Linked DNA regions of Gossypium hirsutum: region 2 is linked to region 1. Evidence: chromatin contacts called from public Hi-C data. All regions are on one chromosome and are shown on one strand. The core of a region is the stretch at or near the end of the contact, and the rest is flanking DNA. Distances in the headings are between cores, read along the strand shown. Region 1 holds the start of LOC107917730. Region 2 holds the start of LOC121213801 (translation initiation factor IF-2).

Region 1 (4,386 bases), core at 1,502-4,001:
TATACAACATTGCTAGTAAAATATAACAGATAATACTACGAAACACAGCAGTTCCAACACTATATATAGGGACAATAAATCCAGGAGTTGGTCACATCATTTGAATCATAATTCTTGTTTCTTTCTACTAACTGAAGCATGGAGATAAGAAGCAGCTCTTTCTTTATCATTCTCATCATCTTTGTTTCAACTGTGATTCAAGCAAAAGCAGATTCTGTTTATTGCAGCAATCCGGCAAGCCGGTGCTATGGAAAGTATATACAATGCCCCTATGAATGTCCAAGCACTAGCTATGAAAACCGAAAGGCTAAAGTTTGCCATGTTAACTGTGATTCACCTGTCTGCAAATCACATTGCAAATGTAAGATCACCTTCTTCTGTTTCATTTTAAAGCGTCTCATATACATGTTAAAGTTTAATTTATGTTTTCTTTCGTGATTTTAGATCGAAACCAAACTGCAATAGTCCTGGATCAGCATGTTACGATCCCCGATTCATCGGTGGTGATGGCATTGTCTTCTACTTCCATGGAAAAAGCAATGAGCACTTCAGCTTGGTGTCTGATACCAGTCTACAAATCAATGGCCGCTTTATCGGCCACCGCCCCGCAGGCCGAACTCGGGACTTTACTTGGATTCAAGCACTTGGAATCCTGTTCAACTCTCACTCCATTTCACTTGAGGCTACTAAGGCTGCAACATGGAACAGTGAAGTGGACCATCTAAAGTTCAGTTACAACGGGGAGGAACTAGTTGTCCCAGAAGGTGCACTCTCAAGTTGGTACTCCCCTGAAAAGGAAGTGAAAGTTGAGAGAGTAGAAAACAAGAACAGTGTGATTGTAACATTAAAGGACACAGCAGAGATTATGGTGAATGTAGTTCCAGTGACCAAAGAAGATGACAGGGTTCACCACTACAAAGTACCTTCTGATGACTGCTTTGCTCACTTGGAAGTGCAGTTTAGGTTCTTTAGCCTTTCCCCTAATGTTGATGGAGTCCTTGGAAGGACTTACAGGCCCGATTTCGAGAACCCGGCCAAGCCTGGTGTGGCAATGCCTGTTGTGGGCGGTGAAGATAAATATAGGACAACTTCACTTCTTTCTCCAGACTGTTCAACATGCTTGTTCTCACCAGAAACTGGTTCAAATGAAGAGACCACATCTCAGACTGAAATTCTCACCCTCGACTGCACCCGTGGGGCTTCAGCTGGATATGGCATTGTTTGCAAGAAATAAAGTCATGGAATGGTAGCTGTTATCAGTTAAAATAATGAAAGCTTAAGCTATATAGACTGACAATAATTCAATATTTTCATTTCTAAATGGTTCTTCATTCATATATATTGTCTTTTATGTAACCTTTTTTTTTTCAAGATACCGTCTTTTATGTAACACATATATATCTAATCTTTTAGTAAAAGATGTTGACCAATGGATTTCCTTTAAGAAGCTCAGTTTCTATGGAAGACTGAAGTCATCCTTTATACCATAAAGAAGTTAATAATATTTTACCTTTATTTAGCTGCCTCATTTAGATTGTGCTATTAAAGAAAAATTATTGATGTTATACGTAATATATTTTCAATAGCAAATTTTTTTAATTTTATTTGTGAATTTTAAAAATTTGATACACAATTAATTAATGATTTTTAATTCACAAAATAGTAAAATATAATTTAAAAAGAACTTAGTCAATGGAAAAGAGCTCCTCAATATTTAATTTTATTTTTATATAAAAATTAAATTAAATCAAGTTTAATTTTATTATATTGATAATAAATTTTATTTTTATTTTTAAAAATATTTAATATTTTAATTTAAAATATTATATTTTTCAATATTATTAAAAATACATATTTTATTATCTATATTTATTCATATAATAAATTATTGATATAATTTATTATTTTAATAAATTATTTAATACTTTGAATTTATTTTAATTGAAAATATTCAATATTAATATTATATAATAAATATTTATTACAATTATAAATATATTAATAATAAATGTTTTGTAGTATAAAAGTTAAAATATGTCATAATTCTATGTACTTTTTACAAATTTGCAATTTAGCCTTTATACTTTTATTTTCAAGAATTTAATCCTTCTTTTCAGATTTGAATATCAAGTTCAATTGTTGATATTGATAAATTTTTTTTGTCAATTTTGTTGATGTCACTTTTTTAAATAAAAAATACTCAATTAGTAGTCATATAACTAAAAAATGACGCCTGAATTTAACAAAATATTTTTAATATATGCAAAAATAATGTAAAATATAAATTTATAAATATAAAATAAACTCAATTAAACAATGAAAAGATAAGAAAATCGCAGATGTATGTTTGTTTCATAACTTTTATAAAATATTTTTAAGAAATCTCTCAACAAAAATAGAAAATATTTTGCATATATTCATCTAACACCAAAAAATATTAATTTTTTCAAGAAATTAAGTCATTTTTCGAAAATCATTTTCTTGAAACTATTTTCAATAAACAAACAACCCAATTTGAGTGAAACCACAATTCAAAACCAAATTTATCGATGCATGTACTAGTTGATATTTATATAATTCATATGAAAGATAGCCCAATGAAATGACTGCAATCAAATAATGTTCCTTGCTGAAAATTCTGTTTAAAATTGCCAATGAGGTTTAGAAAGGTATTCAAGCCATCCCACATGGGGTTGACCAAAAACAAGTCACTCAACAATGAATCCATCCTAGTCCTAGACCAACTTAAGAGATTGTCAACAGCCAATTTTTAAATCACAAATACGAATCCCAAAGCATTGACCAAAACTATACAATCCTGTGAATGCTACAATGAGACCATGTTCTTGCTTCAAAAGCTGCTAAATTATAGGATAAGTAAAGATTCTCAGAAGAGATTATAAATCTCTGAAAGTTGGGTTTTTACTTTTAAGGCTACCTTGTGGAGTTTAGGCTTCTTTTAACAAAAAAAAAATGAAGATCATTAGCAATGCTTCCTCATTGATTATTTTGTTTCTCTTCATATCAGCAGCATCGGTGCAGATTCATGGGCAGGGTGTTCCAGAACGTAGGACTTGCTTTTCACGTAGGAGTCCTTGCTTTCTCAAGACGATGACATGCCCGTCTCAATGCCCATCGACGAAGCCGTCGGATCGGAAGGCAAAAGTTTGCTATGTTAATTGCGATTCCCCTATATGCAAAGCTGAATGCAAAAGTAAACAGGAAAAAAAAACAGATTAATCATTTCATGTTGAACTTATTTAAAGTGTTGATACAATGTCTGGTTTTTTTTTCGTGATTGTAGATAGGAAGCCGAACTGCAATGCCCCTGGGGCAGCATGCTTGGATCCTAGATTCATCGGCGGTGATGGCATCGTGTTTTATTTCCACGGGAAGAGCAATGAGCATTTCAGTTTGGTATCGGATCCTAACCTCCAAATTAATGGCAGGTTCATTGGCCTAAGGCCAGCAGGCCGAACCCGGGATTATACTTGGATTCAAGCAATTGGTGTCCTCTCTGGATCCGAAACCTTTTCTCTTGAGGCCAAACGTGCAGCAACTTGGGATGAGGAATTTGACCATCTGAGGTTCTCTTACAATGGGAACGTAATTGTCGTACCGGAAGGCCATTTATCATCATGGAAATCCCCGGAAAGTGACCTTACAGTGGAGAGAACATCTGACAAGAATAGTGTCTTAGTGACTTTACCTGATATTGCTGAGATTTCAGTAAATGTGGTGCCGGTGACCAGGGAAGATGATCGTATTCATAACTACCAAATACCCTCTGACGACTGTTTTGCTCACTTAGAGCTGCAATTCAAGTTCTACGGTTTATCTTCGAAAGTTGAAGGAGTACTTGGTAGGACTTATCAGCCGGATTTCATGAACCCTGCAAAACCAGGCACGGCAATGCCAATAGTTGGAGGAGAAGACAAATATCGAACGTCATCACTTCTCACTGCCGATTGTTATACCTGTAAATTTCCTCCAGCCAGAGCATCGGACCAAAGAGATTCATCGCTGATGGACTACAGCCCTCTAGACTGCACCAGCAGAGCCTCTAGTGGGAGTGGAATAGTTTGTAGGAGATAAATCATGCATTTTTTAGAATGACAGGTTGGATTGCAGTTTAAGGATATGTTGATTTTGAGTTTGTCTGAATATGATAAGATCCAGTGTCGAATGTTCTGTAGTAAATCCAATTTGGCAGTTCATCAAATAAAATAAATATGCAATAAAATTCCTCTTTTATCTCACAAGAAAAATAACTAAAATAGCCATAAATTGTGAACTCATGCAGTGAGCAGAGAACAAATGAGATATATTCCTTATCGGGTAACTGTGTAATAGTAACATGAATTAAATCAACAATAATGGATATTT
Region 2 (4,668 bases), core at 854-3,353, 150 kb before region 1:
CAAATTTCTATTTAGTATCACAAATAATGTGTCACCTTCCAAGAGAAAAAAAAAAAAAACAGTAGCAATTTCAACAAATATGTATATATTTGAGATGCTAAATCTGAAGATATGCGAAGCAGATTCAACCAAACTCGACCAAATCTTTGACAAATTTTGGACATTACAATAATTTAATGGCAGGAAACGAACATCGTATAAGATTTTTGGTAAATCTAAAATGATGCAAATGAAATGACATCAACGTAACAACAACCCAATATGTCCACTAACCTAAAAACAAGGTAACACTGCAACCTCACCATTAATAAATGCAATGCATTGCAAGCGGTTTTTTAGTGACATGTAGGGGACGCCATTGGCGTAATCTTATGCATGCTATAAATTATGAAATACTATCGGTGAAAAGTTTTACGTAAATTTTTTAAATATATATATTAAGTGTAATTTTGATTGAAACTGTAAAAAATTGAAATAATAAAAATTTTGATGTATTAAATTCAAATAAATTATATTTATATATATATTTTTTAAAAATATTTTAAAAATAAATAAATAATGTATTTAAATGGATTTTGAGAAATTAAAGATCTGTATTATATAAAATTTGAGAACATCCATGCATAATCTAATGTTATTTATTTTTTTATATGTATTTGAAGGACATGCAGACCGTAATATGGCAAATGCTGTATTTGAGCTATTACACAAAATCATGGAGTTCCAATGATCAACATTACATTAAAACAAAACTAGAAGAAAAGGAAAGTCAAAAGCACCTTTACAGAGCAGGAACTATTTACCCCCACTTACAAAAAAGGTAAAAAGTAAAAAATAAGAGAGTCCTTTTACTTTTTAACCCCAAGAGGTCAGTAAATTCTCTACTGTGCCCCTCTTCTAAGCATTTCCTGATACTGATTCAAAGACTCCTGCCTTTGCAACCTCATTTCCTCATTGAACTTCGTAATAAACGCTTCCACTCGGCGGTTCAATTCGTCCTGACTCAACGAAGGGTCTTTCTTGAGTTTTCCTGAGCCAGAGGATCGAGCCAGTGGCGGTTCCCTGGAGTGTTCGTTGAAGGTATCAGATTTCTTCATGGTGTTGGGGAGAGGAGGGGGAGGGGTATTATGGTCCTTTTGAGTGCGTTGTTCCCAAGTGTCGGATTTCTTCAGGTGACGTGTTAACGGCATCGGACGACCCTCCGTGATCGTTTTCCACGTTGCCTCCAATGTATCGTGCCGTTTTGGCTTCGACACTCTCAAGGCTTTCCCTGCAAAATTTTTGCACCAACCACCATCAAATTTACTGTTCTATCCTTACCGTTACAAATCTATAGTGCAAAATGAAATTCGTACACTTGTAATAATTTTCGCATTTCTACTTTGATTTAAATTGAAATTTGATGTAAAGATTAGGGATAATTTCGACTTTTCACGTATATTCATAATCGTTTCATTTTGAAATCTCATGCGAGAGGTTTAGAGGTTTTAGTAGTTTTACCTTCCGTGGCCGCTTTCACAGCTTTCCGCTGACCGAACCTCCTCGCCACCGGCGGCTTCTCCGCCATCAAACTAATAAGCTCCATAGATTCAGTCCTCAATGGTGCCGGTGCCGCCTCCGTCACCACTTTAACTTTCTCCTCTTCCACCGTTCTCTTAATCTCCTCCGCCACCAAGACTGTTGCTGCAGGAGTTCCGTAACTGTACTCATTGCTAAATACTTCGCTTGGAACCTTGAGCGCCGGCGAAACTATCTCCGGCGAAGGATTAATTTCTTCAGTAGACTCTGGTTTCTGCGCCTGGAGCTTGGAAGAGGCGACGATAGAGATGATGATGCCGTTGATAAGAAGGTAAAGGTACGGAGGCCGAAGAAAAGAGAGTATTAAACCGTAAATTGAAGGAATACCAGACGTTACAAACTGAGTCACCGATGGAGCTGAAACTTTAAGCAGAATCGCTACGGATATGACTCCAGTTGATATTAGCGCTGTTTTGAGAGAGAGCATTAGAGTAGCCATTAGTTATAGCAGAACAAAAGAGCTAAAAAAATTTCTCGAGAAAATAAGGTGAGAAAATAAAAACTTGTAGGTGGAAAGGGGTGGAGATTGAAACTTGAAGATGGTGAAAGCTATTTTTATAGGAGAAGTGGAAGAAGGTTTTTGTGATGAAATCTTGGCCGTCGAATTGGAGGTTGACGTGGGGCCAGGAGATACGGTTTAGAGAGGCGACACGTTGGCAGGCGGTGACATGGGCTTTCATTTTCCACGTGGTACTGTGCACATTTGGCGTACAGTCGACGTATTTGTTTGACTTGGAGATAGACCTTACGGTTTCGAAAACTCCACACAACCTAATTTAATTATTATAAAACTCGATTTTATTTCAACCTTAAACTAAAAAAACTTAATTCAAAAAGGGCAATATCCGAAATAATTTGAATTTAAAATGTCATAAATTTATAATAATTAGAACTAAAAATAATTATGTTGATACAGTCCGACAAAATAAAAATAATGGTAATGTAGCATGGTTTATCTTGCTTAGGGTAAGAGAAAGATTCGTTGCGTGTGATAGTTAGAAGATGATAGTTATGGGTTTAAGTAAGTAGTGGAGAGAGAGATCCCCTTTCACAGATGAGGTTAAGAGTTTATATATTCTTAACAACGATCTCAACGTGTCACGTGTGATTCCTCTGTTGGTGATCTTAAAGCAAGTTGGCCAAGTAGCTTATCACCATAGATCTAAATAGAGTGGTAATTTGACACATTGTTAATCATTTCAGATGAGACATGATGGTTAATGCCAAATATGATAATTAATGTACAAGATTCACGTGATTGTGTAATTGAAGAGTATTTTAAAAAAAAAGTATTTAAGAATCTTTCTAGGGAGTAGGTGCTTGAAGGGTGTGTTCGAGAGGTAGAGATATAACTAATCCAAATCCATAATAACTGGATTAAAAAAATTCGAATCTCAAACTTAAATAATTTTAACTCAAAAATTTCTAGAATTGAAATGATATAACAAATCTAAAATATATATATTTTTTATTTAAATCAACGTTAGTATAATAAATCAACAACTTAAAAAAATAAATAATCAAAACCATTTAATAAACAACTTAAAATTCAATTCTCAACAAGACCTTTCTTTTAATGTGAAAAGAAATTGTAATAAATAAATTCTAGGTTTACATTGTTAACTTAAATAATAGCTGGAGAAAAGATTTTAGTATTTAATAAACAACTTAAGTGAATATGGAAGCAATAAAATATTAGCCATGCATTAATCATAATTAAACAAGGAGACAAGCTTGTAAGAGCAAAGACCAAACTGCAATTATCAAATTGGGTAGTTAAGGACAACATTGTCTCAAAAACCAATTTAGGTACTAAACAATTCCAACAAAAACCAAACAAATTTTGCAGGTAACTCTTCCCAATTGTATGCCTTACTTTGCCCACCAAAAAGGTTGTGCTTTTTCCATCCATCCTTATCTTACAAAACATCGTAATATCAAATTTAGCTTTCAACATTTATATTTTTATCGATTTGGTCTTTGTTCTTTTTTGAGTTAAATTTAACCCTCAGCCTTTCAAAAAAAAGTCAAATTATTGTTTTTAAAAAAATAAAAATACTGCCTAAAACATTAGTTTTTTAATAATATTAGTGTGTCGACCTCCATGGTAGTCCACATGTACTTTTATGTTGGCATCGCACAATTTATCTTATATGTCATGTCAACAAATAATTTTGAAAAAATAAAAATAAAAATATTTAAATTTAAAAAAAATTATAAAAATTAAAAAAATTGGCATGAAATACATGTGGATTGTCATTCGAGCTATCATATTTAAAAATTTAATGTTTTAGTCAATATTTCAGTTAAAAAAACAATTTAATTCTTTTTAAAAGGTTGATGGTCAAATTAATTTTTTTTAAAAAATTGATGATATTAAATTCGAATTGACAAAAATATTGTTGAGAAGTTAATGTAGTTAGTAGTTAGCAAAATTAGGCAGTTACAAGATTAGTTAGTTAGTTAAACAAATAGTCTATAAATGTAAACATACTCTGTGTATTAAACAAGTAAGTGAGAATTTTTTTCAACATGGTATCAGATGCTATGGTAGTCGTTTTTTCTGGCAGTTTTTGGTTTGTTCTCTAGGGCACTTTTCATTTGTGTCTTCGACGTTTTTTGGATTGCTGGTTATCTTTGTTTTCTTTTTGGGTTCTTTCAGTAACAAAGAAGATGAGTCTCTCTGATTCTGTTCTTGATTTCAATCACCCGTGTTATCTTCATCCATCAGATACTCCGGGTACATTGCTCGTCGCTCATCAGTTGACAGGTGTTGAGAATTACACTGTTTGGAGTCGGACGATGAGAATTGCGTTATTGGCAAAAAACAAGTTGGGATTTGTGGATGGCACCTGTTCTAAAACCATGGTACCGGAGGATATGGGTCATCAGTGGGAGCGCTGCAATGCGATTGTCCTTTCTTGGATTCTAAATACTGTTAGTAAAGAACTCTCGGCGGGGATTGTTTTTGCGTCCAGTGCGGCAGCAGTTTGGAACGATCTTAGTGAACGATTTCACAAAATTGACGATTCAAGAATTTTTTTCTTGCATCGTGAAATTACTACCTATTCTCAAGGTACGGTCTCAATC

What was found. A called contact is a pair of places that touch in the nucleus more often than the background predicts.
Region 2: a contact with region 1 is called in a Hi-C map of leaf, with 2.1 times the contacts expected there. The contact joins the promoter of LOC121213801 here to the promoter of LOC107917730 in region 1. A contact is called at or near these places in 2 of 34 Hi-C or Micro-C datasets (both in leaf).

What each region holds. Positions count from the first base shown.
Region 1 is chrD01:7,857,911-7,862,296 of Gossypium_hirsutum_v2.1, reverse strand. It overlaps LOC107917730, which reads left to right and starts at 2,751. Exons shown (of 2, transcript XM_016847017.2): 1 at 2,751-3,214; 2 at 3,305-4,243. The coding sequence starts at 2,974. The coding sequence ends at 4,095. LOC107917729 (receptor-like protein kinase THESEUS 1) reads right to left here. Exons shown (of 1, transcript XM_016847016.2): 1 at 4,304-4,386. LOC107917575 reads left to right here and starts at 123. Exons shown (of 2, transcript XM_041086925.1): 1 at 123-365; 2 at 448-1,234. The coding sequence starts at 139. The coding sequence ends at 1,234.
Region 2 is chrD01:8,004,136-8,008,803 of Gossypium_hirsutum_v2.1, reverse strand. LOC121213801 (translation initiation factor IF-2) reads right to left here and starts at 2,103. Exons shown (of 2, transcript XM_041086927.1): 1 at 1,501-2,103; 2 at 681-1,270. The coding sequence starts at 2,017. The coding sequence ends at 882.